2 separate regions of the Mus musculus genome follow, and region 2 is linked to region 1. The links are chromatin contacts, called in public HiChIP or PLAC-seq maps. All regions are on one chromosome and are shown on one strand. The core of a region is the stretch at or near the end of the contact, and the rest is flanking DNA. Distances in the headings are between cores, read along the strand shown.

What was found. HiChIP or PLAC-seq counts read pairs in DNA pulled down with a chosen protein or histone mark.
Region 2: a contact with region 1 is called in an H3K27ac HiChIP or PLAC-seq map of large pre-B cells, with 2.7 times the contacts expected there. The contact joins two enhancer-like sites. A contact is called at or near these places in 2 of 484 Hi-C or Micro-C datasets (the HL-1 cell line and granulocyte-monocyte progenitors) and 4 of 115 datasets of contacts at active chromatin or transcription factors (embryonic stem cells, fibro-adipogenic progenitors and large pre-B cells).

Annotation. Positions count from the first base shown.
Region 1 is chrX:159,767,544-159,772,361 of GRCm38.p6, reverse strand. The region is part of intron 3 of Sh3kbp1 (SH3-domain kinase binding protein 1); the gene reads right to left. Among named protein-coding and RNA genes, the nearest start is that of Sh3kbp1, 140 kb to the right of the region's middle. Within about 2 kb of position 2,396, at least 29 of the 459 cell types and tissues checked have an H3K27ac peak or open chromatin away from gene starts, as enhancers often do.
Region 2 is chrX:159,906,729-159,911,546 of GRCm38.p6, reverse strand. The region is part of intron 9 of Sh3kbp1 (SH3-domain kinase binding protein 1); the gene reads right to left. Among named protein-coding and RNA genes, the nearest start is that of Map3k15, 79 kb to the left of the region's middle. Within about 2 kb of position 1,901, at least 51 of the 459 cell types and tissues checked have an H3K27ac peak or open chromatin away from gene starts, as enhancers often do.

The DNA of each region.
Region 1 (4,818 bases), core at 1,147-3,646:
GGGTCACAGATCAGCAGGTTTCTTTACCATAGTGCATCAGAGAGGATGCAGTATGTTAATGTGTTTGGCAGTCGCTAAGAGGGTGTCAGCAGTACAGCTGAAATACCATCAGACAGGTAATTTCCTCCCCCTCACTGCACATCTGTCTCATCTCCTGCCTCTTGTGTAAAGCACTTCCTAGGGTTGGAACTCTACACAACATTGGAAATGCTAGCCTGGTTTCCATTTAAATATGCTATACTTGGTGCAAGATTGCCTTCCTACCACATGCAAACATACAACAGTACTACATTTTACAACATAGATGCTCTGTGTTTGTGTATGTGCATACATGTGCAGTTACACATGCACATGTGCATGGAGGCTAGAGGTCAACATAAAAGATTATCCTCTATCGCTAGTCCACTTTGGTTGGTTGGTTGGTTGGTTGGTTGGTTGAAACAGGGTCTTACTAAGTATCACTAGCTGGCTTGGAATATACTATATGGATCAAGTGAGCCTCAACCTAATACAAACTTGCCTGCTTCTGCCTCAGAAGTTCTAGGGTTAAAGGCAGGTACAAGCATACTCAAGCTCCATCTTGGTTTTTGACACAGCATCTTTCACTGACCCTGAAGCTCACTGAATCATGTAGAGTGACTGGCCAGCAAGGCCCTGAAATGCTTCTGCCTCCAGCACTGGAATTATAGATGTTGATCATCATGGGTACTCTGGTCCTCATGCTTGTGTAGCAAGTACTTCATCAACTGAGCCATATTTCCAGCCCTAACACAGCTTATTTAGACAAACTAAGAACTCTATTATATGATGGTACAATATAATGTACAGCAGTCCTGCCCCCAGAGCACAATGCTCTGATTGGATTATGCCAGAGTCTATGTTGCTGGGTGCGGCTCAAGTTTGCTCTTGTTGCAGAGGAGCTGACGATCCCTAATGACTTTCCCAAGTTAAGGCTTCATTGCCAGAAGTATGAAAAATCAAACAGGGATTTAGGTGTCTGCTGTGCTTTCTGCAGAGGGTTGGTAAGTCTAAATGCATCTTCCCACAGGAACTAAGTTGTACACGGTCATTAAGTTCCCAGACTAACCCACAGGTCCAGCTGAAATAAGGTACATCAGCCATTTTATCAAGCAAACCAAAAACAAGCAAACAAAGCCCAAACAACAAAAAAATCATGAGATCTACCACCAGACATTTTTTACTTATCAAAATAATCATGGTCCCTAACATTCAAACTGGGGATGATTCGAACCAGGCATGAAGAGGCTGTAAGCAGAATTCACCAGCCAACATGAAGCTAGCAAAGACAGCTGGCCTTTCCCTTTCCATCGCCTGCTGGCAACTGAAAACAACATGAGTAATAAAAAATATTGCTCCTTAGAGGAAACACAGGTTCAACAAGATGTGAAGAAGTAATTAAGAGTACTTGGAGCCATGAGGAGGAGGCTTTGGCTCGCCTATAGGGATTTCAGCATGAAGCTTTGTTTTGTCTCAATTAATATCTGCACCAAAAATCATGCCTATAGGTGTCTCTGTTTTTTAATAGTTATCAAAAAGAGCTGGGTGTGGTACCTCATGCCTGTAATGCCAGCACTCAGAAGGTTGAGGGAAGAGGACTATCAGAAGTTCAAAACCAGCATGGGCTGCACAGTAAATTCTAGGCCAGCTGGACTACATTGTGAGATCTTGTTACAAAACATGGAAACACACATACACATACACAGAGAGAGAGAGAGAGAGACAGAGACAGACAGAGAGACAGAGACAGAGACAAAGAGACAGACACAGACACAGACAGAGACAGACACACACACACATACACACACACACACACACACACACACAGAGAGAGAGAGAGAGAGAGAGAGAGAGAGAGAGAGAGAGAGAGAGAGAGATTGATCACCTGCCTCTGCCTCCCAAGTGCCAAGATTCTAAGATTCTGGCTATATATAATTCCTAATTGAAGAAAAACCTGGTTAGTGGAGAATAAAGCAAGGATCATTGACATGGAAACTTAAGAGCTCTCTGGAAAGTCAGTTATGTTGGTGGTGTTCTGTTTCAGTGAAACGTTCCTTCACCGGGCTGCCTTAGTCTTTCACCTGTGTCCACTTCAGGAAAACACTCCTTCACATGTTTGCCCCAGCAAAACACCATCCAACACAACTGACTTTCCAGAGAACCCTTAAAGTTCCAGTTCAGATCATGAAACAGATTCTGAGTCCAATTAGCAAATCTTAGACAAGAAAGCAGAGGGCTGAAGGGAATGTTTGCCTACAATGAGAAGCTGTGGGTCTGAGGTGGATGAAATGAGAACGAACACAGGGTCTGGGGAGCCAAAGGCAGCCTCAAAGGTGAGCAAGAGGAGAAGTTTCCTCAGAAAGCCACCAGGTGGTACCACCACTTCAAACCCATATCAAGTGTCTTTTAGGGACTGACTTGGGTGGAAATCCAGTATGAGTGTGGTGGGATACTTGTCACTCTACGTAGTGTTAACGTATTGGGGACAGGGCACAGGGGTTTCAAGGGTTATATATAATAGAAGAACAATTCTAAATACCAATTTTGTCAATGACTTACACACACACACACACACACACACACACACACACAAAGCACAGATGTGCAATAGCTACAACCCTCCAGAGAGCTGCTTTCTATCCCCTTCCACAGTTGTATCCCTAGGCTGGCAGGACTACTCACTAATGAATGAGCAAGAATAACACATTATACACCATCAACCTAACACAGGCATAAAAGCATCCTAAAAATATGGCCAGGGCTATTAGTTACAAGGTCTCAGAACGGAGGCCTCTGGAAGAAGTGCAGATGCATACCCAGATATATATGCAGGTGTGCATGCTATGAAGTGACTCTCTTTCCTACGCCCTCACTTCCAGCTTCTCATTTTCCTTAGGAAAGATCAGCTCTGGTGATAACCAATACCTTCCACACAACATTGATACCTCCTGTTAACTCTTCCCCTGTCAGTCCATAAAAGCTAGCTCTTCCGGTGAGATCAACATGGGATTTTAAACAGATCAAGGAGAATCTGACACAAAATGCCACATTTTCAGATATCTAGTTAGCTACAGGAAAATTCACATTTGAAAGGAAAAAGGCCTCCTCCTTTCTACCAGCAAAACCGCAGCTTTTGCATAGACCTTAAATAACAGATCACCAGGAAGCCAAATGAGCTCTTCTGGTTTTGCTTTGTGTGTGTTTTCCCCCAAAGGGAAGAACAGAGACCAGCATTAAGCACTCTACCACTGAGCTAAATCCACAAACACTTTTTGTATCCTTTGTTTACAGATTATTTTCAACAAAGAGCCCAAGGCCTTCAAGAGCCATGCCAGCCAGGCATGGTGGTGCATGCTTGGAATCTGGAGACTGAAACAAGGGAATCGCTAGAGAGCCTGAGGTAAGCCTGGGCTACATAAGGAGACATTGTCTCCAAAAATATTTTCCATGCCATTGAGCCTCTGAGCCATGATGTGCTTTCCATGCTAGCGTGTGCATATCTCCACACATATGCACATGCTCTCCCCCTCTCCCAGAGTCTCATGAATCAGTCCAAGGGGTAATTGCTCCATTGGTGTATTATCCCAGGCAGCCAAGATAAATGATGAAGAAATGGAAGCCTTAAAAAAAAATACATTTCCATTTCAGGAAAAGTGACAGGAGAGAGTGGTCACTTGGCCAGATCTGTTTAGGGACCAAAATGACTATTGCTGATACAACAATGAAAAGAAGGCTACACATTAGTTAAATTCTTTGGATAGCTACAGGTAGTAGTCTCAAATGGAGAGCACTTCTGTGTGGCAAACGTGAGGCCCATATTAATGTGAAGGGCATGCAAGTACCACCCATCCACATGCAAAATGAACTCTGAAGGTTTCCATGCGGATCTTTAAAGCAACAGTGTGTCACCAGGGGCAGAGCATTTATTTGGTCCTTCCACTAAGGAAGGCTTTGAGTCAGATCTGTCGGGAGGATTAAATGTACCAGAACAGAACTCACAGAGCAATGTTCTATAAAGTCAGATCCACATATCAGTACAGGGAGCAACCGTCCCCCCCACCCCCATCCTCTCTAGAATCTCATGTGAGACAGATGATCTCACCTCCCAGCATCAGAGCTAGACCTGTTACCAATAACATCCTTAAAACTGTCAGATCCTTGAGCGTTTATCTCTGGAAAGGGTACTAAAGTGCAAATGCATAACCTTAAATAAAGATGGTAAGAAGCAGTTTATCTTTCAGAAGGCAGATGCCAAAGTAGCAGAGCGGCTTAAAAAGATGATTATAAAATACATTTTGTATCAGAAGAGCATAACAATAACAGTAGTAATAGCAAAGGATAAGAAATGCACAAAATACAATAGACACTTACCAAACACTGAATTCATGATAAACTGGAAATAGAAACAAGGACACATAAAGCCAACCAGAAACCCACGGAGTGGCTTCACATTAAGAATGACAAAAGTAAATAAGAGATATACCCCCACCTTGTCCTTTAAAGGGATGTAAGGAATGGACAGTACTCTCTCAACATTTCCCATGTGGCCTGAAGTGCTTGCAGGCAGGGCTGCCTGCTTGTTTTCTAGTCTTTGTACAAGCACCAGGCACTAGATGGGGTGCACAGTTGGCATGCAATAATCACATGTTATAGAGTGTTCACTGGTGTTCATCAAAAAAATTTTTTTAAGGAACAATGTCCAAAATCACAGGCAGGAATGAAGGGAATGCTAAGACACAGCTTCCCTGCCTGACCTGCTAAGAATAGAAGCCAGAAGCCCAGCATAAACCTGGCCTTCAC
Region 2 (4,818 bases), core at 652-3,151, 140 kb before region 1:
GGTTTGAAATACTCTTCATTTTTTTAAAAAAAAAGTTCTTTTCCTTATTTTTGTGCACATGGTAACGTGTGTGAGCTTGCACACGTATGCCACAACGTGTGCAGAGATCAGAGGACAGCTTCTGGAGAGTAGTCTGTCTCTCTCTCTCTCTCTCTCTCTCTCTCTCTCTCTCTCTCTCTCTCTCCTTCCACTCTGTGGATCCTAGGGATCAAACTCAAGCACTTTTCCTGGCTGAGCTATCTCTCTGGCCCTAGTTTAAAATAATCTATAAACAATCTCACAGAAGCCTCTGTAGTAGAAGCTGTTACCCCAGAGACCTTGCCTCAAAATACGTGGGGAAAGAAAAAATAAAAAAGGTAATGACAATTTCAAACTATCACACTTTCTGTGATTACTGGGCCATGTAAAAACAAAACCAAGCCAAAACCAAAACCTCTTGATGTGTAAGGTTTGGACTGCAGCCGATACATGAAATGTGTCATGGAAGGAATTGGGTGGAAGAAAAAGAAGAGACGACAAAGGAGGGTGAGAGAGAGGATGGAAAATTTTGTAATAACAGACAGTGTGAAAAGTGGTCCCAAAAAGTATGCCTGTGAGCGTGGCAACAGGAGGGGGCGGGGTCTGCATTTATGAGGAGTGTCATGACCACTGCAGAGGCGGATAGGATTGAAAAGAAAGGGCTAGTTTGCAAGCCATGAGCTGTCAGTACTGGATAGGTACCAGCTAGCAGAGGGAGTTTATTCTCCCCACCCCCACCCCATCCTGCTTTTGGACTGAGTCCACTTTCTCTGGTTTCAGTAAGTTCAACTGATTATAATTACATCATTTCACTCTTCCCTTTCCCCCTCCAAACCCTCCCACATCCCCCTCCTTGCACTTTCAAGACCCATATGGCTCTAGACTAACTCCTCAAAACTTGGAAGTACTGCACATGGGCCTACTTTTGTATTTTAATATGCCAAACTGGGTGACGAGGACAGAAAAAGCAGAGCAGCAAATCACCAGCAAAAATGTGGCAATAATAAAGAAACACAGCAGTTGCTGATTCTCGAAGAAACAGAGATGAACAGACCCCAGAGTTGCTTTTCTTCAAAATGTTCAACTGTGGCTGGAAGAAGGCAATGGCATGAGGTTCAGCAGTAGGTCTAGGGATCCTCTGTGGAGTTTAACAGCTACATACAAACTAGCTCCTTCAACTCAGGCGAGCATTTAAAGTTCTGCATTTTTAGAATCAATCATTCCATTTATTCTCTCATCCCTCTCTCCCTGGTGAAAGACCAAAACCCCAGTTCCAAACTTGGGTGGCTTTAGGCTGCTTGACTTCTAGGTAAGAGCTGAAAACAGAGCAGTGGATGTGGGGCCATGAGTATAGGAGGAACCACCCCCCGCCCCCGCCATGGTGATGATGCTCAGGGGGACTGCAACAATCAGCTGGTAGCCAAGGGAGTCTAAAAACCTTATCACTCACTGTCTAGGCATAGAGAATTAATTTTTTTAAAAAACCAACAAGAAAATACCAGTAACAATAAAACCCAGAGAGGCAACATTTCCTGATTTGTTGTGGAGTCTAAAGCCTTCTGTGACCTCATGTATTTAGGGCACATAGATCTAAGTATGTGTATGCTCACCTCTGACTGCATATGCTTCAAACGGAAATAACCTGCCATCCTTCAAAGGACAAACCAGCTATATTTGATTATTACCATTACAGTACCAGGAAGGAAACATATCTGAAGGTTCCAGAGTATGGATAACAGGAAGGCAAACTGCTTCCTGCTGAAGGATTTCAAAACTGACTCTGCCCCTTGTTTGACAAGACTTGCCTGTTCCAACCCAAGGAGCTCGTCATCTGGCTCAACTGCTTTCTCCTGGCAGGAACTGTCATCTGTGGCTTTGCACTATGAACTAGTTTATAGCTCCTCCCCTCCAAACCACTGAGATATGCTTTGCTAAAAATAGTCTGAGGACAGGTCCTGATGGTTCGTTAGATAGAAGGAGATGGCTTAGCCAGTTTGATGTTGCTGTAGAACACCTAAATCTGAGTAATTTATGAAGAAACGAAGTTTATTTGGGTTCTTCATTCTGAAAGTCCAAAAATGCAGTGTTAGCTTCTGATTGGCTTATAATAAGGGTTTTCTACAACTTCGACTCCTGCCAGAAAGTGGGAGGGGCAGAAAGTACAGGTAGAAACAGCCCACATACAAGAAAACCCGAAGTGTGGTGCAGGATTGCAACCTATTTTCATGAAAACTAATTCAGTCTCAAGAAAATTAACACCGAGCGTGGTGGCGCACACCTTTAATCCCAGCACTTGGGAGGCAGAGGCAGGCAAATTTCTGAGTTTGAGGCCAGCCTGGTCTGCAAAGTGAGTTCCAGGACAGCCAGGGCTATACAGAGAAACCCTGTCTCACAAATCCAAAAAAAAAAAAAAGGGAAAGGAAAAGGAACGGAAAGGAAAGGAAAGAAAAGGAAAGGAAAGGAAAGGAAAGGGAAGAAAAGAAAGGGAAGAAAAGAAAAGAAAAAATTAGTCAGGTGTCTTCAATAATATACTAACCAGTGGTACTGGGAGGAGTAGAGAGAGGAAAAACTATGGTCAGGATATAATGCTACCAAGCTCCAACACAAATTTGAACAGAGCTCAAGCCTATTTAAATCCTAATACAGAATCAGAGCTTGGTTAGGGGAAGAGGTAAACAAAGTGTAGCTCAGATCTTTAGCAACTTTGGACCTTAGAAAACATCTTCATGTATCATGCTAAGATGTGAGACTGGAAAGGCTACAAATGGGTTTTTCCAGACCAGGGCACCCATCACAATTGTAGAGAAAGATGGGAGGCTCTGTCCTGCTATTACTGTGCCAATGTATCTGGAGGACCCACTACACTTTGAAAGCATGGAGCTAGGACAACAATCTGAGTGACATTAATGTCTATAACTGCTCCTCTGTACCTTCTAGAGTTCAAACAACTAGCTGCACTGTCATCTGCACAGGAGATGCCTGGGAACCATCATATAACCTCCTCTCAGGAGAATCTCTTGCTGGTTTCCTATCTCAGTCTCTAGCCACATTGTATGCATCTGTAGTCTCTCTTATGGTTGGGTCAATCTCATGCATGGCCTATTAGGGTCATCTAGGCTCTGTAATAGAGCTTCTTCCTAATAGGTTATCTCAGCACACCCCTTTATTCCATTCAGCCCACCCTGCAAGTAAGAACTTAATTATATATCCAGATCCTATGTCTAGTGGAAGGACCTGGGCATCCCTTTGTCTAGATAGTGGAATGTGACAGGAGCAAGCTTTATGAATTCCCTCTTCCTTCTTCCTTTTCTTTTATACTAGTACAAAAGGGAACAATGGACAGGAAAGAAAGCGCATAAGAAAAAGTAGGCATATTTGACACAATACCAAAACACAAAGAGATCCTATTATCTGCCAATTTTATACCATATACACTATAGTTATGATGAAGGAGAAGCTTGGGGTACACCAGCTCAAAGAAGTTCCAACTGGAAAATGAAATATAAGCCCTATAGACAAGAATATGACAAATGAGATGTTCAACTGGGAGAACTGTAAATACTGCTGGGGAAGGAAGAGGTGATACCATCTGGGGAAAACCACTGAGGCTTTATCAAATAGGTGACATAAAAACAGCTTGACTTCTGTATTTGCCAGGCACTAGCATAGCCTCACAAGAGACAGCTATATCATGTCAGCAAAATCTTGCTGGCATATGCAATAGTGTCTGCATTTGGTGGCTGATTATGGGATGGATCCCGGGGTGGGGCAGTCTCTGCATGGTCCTTCCTTCAGTCTCAGCTACAAACTTTGTCTTTGTAACTCCTTACATGGGTATTTTGTTCCCCATTCTAAGGAGGGACAAAGTATCCACACTTTGGTCTTCCTTCTTCTTGAGTTTCATGTGTTTTGCAAATTGTATCTTGGGTATTCTAAGTTTCTGGGCTAATATCCACTTATCTATTGGATGCAACACAGGGCTCCCAAAAGAGGAGCTAGAGAAAGTACCCAAGGAGCTGAAAAGGTCTGCAACCCTATAGGTGGAACAACAATATGAACTAACCAGTACCCCCAGAACTCGTGTCTCTAGCTGCATATGTAGCAGAAGATGGCCTAGTAGGCTATCAATGGGAGGAGAGGCCCTTGGTCTTGTGAAGATTATATACCTCAGTACAGGGGAATGCCAGGGTCAGGAAGCAGGAGTGGGTGGGTTGGAAAGCAGGGTAGGGGATGGTATAGGGGACTTGCAGGATAGCATTTGAATTGTAAATCAAGAAAATATCTAATAAAAATTGTTTAAATAAAAAAAAACAGCTTGACAAATTCAATTCCTGTGTATGAGACCACTCAGAGAAACTAAATACATGAGACAGATATGCTGTAAGGGGATTATTTTCCTAAAACTGGTTATATGGGGGGGCATATATTTAATTTTTTATTGGCCACATTTAGAATGTAGAAAAATTACAGGAGATCTCTGAGGGCTAATGGACATGCCTAGGGATGAGAAAAATATTGGCTAAGAACAAATTTACAAACTGGGTTGTCATTATATGGGAGCTCCTAAGAACTTGGCAAAGAGAAAAGTAGCCAGAAATAATGCTATAAAACTCATCTGTGGTGGATTAAGCATCATGGAAACTCCTTTTTTATAAAAGTTTGAAATCTGCAAAGTTGCTTGATCTAGAACAAATTTATGAGGATGTATAGGCACAGAACTATAACTGAGAATGTGGGAAATCACAGGATCATATCAGAGTGCCTAGAGGTTGGTATGAATAGGAAGGATCTGGTCAGTGG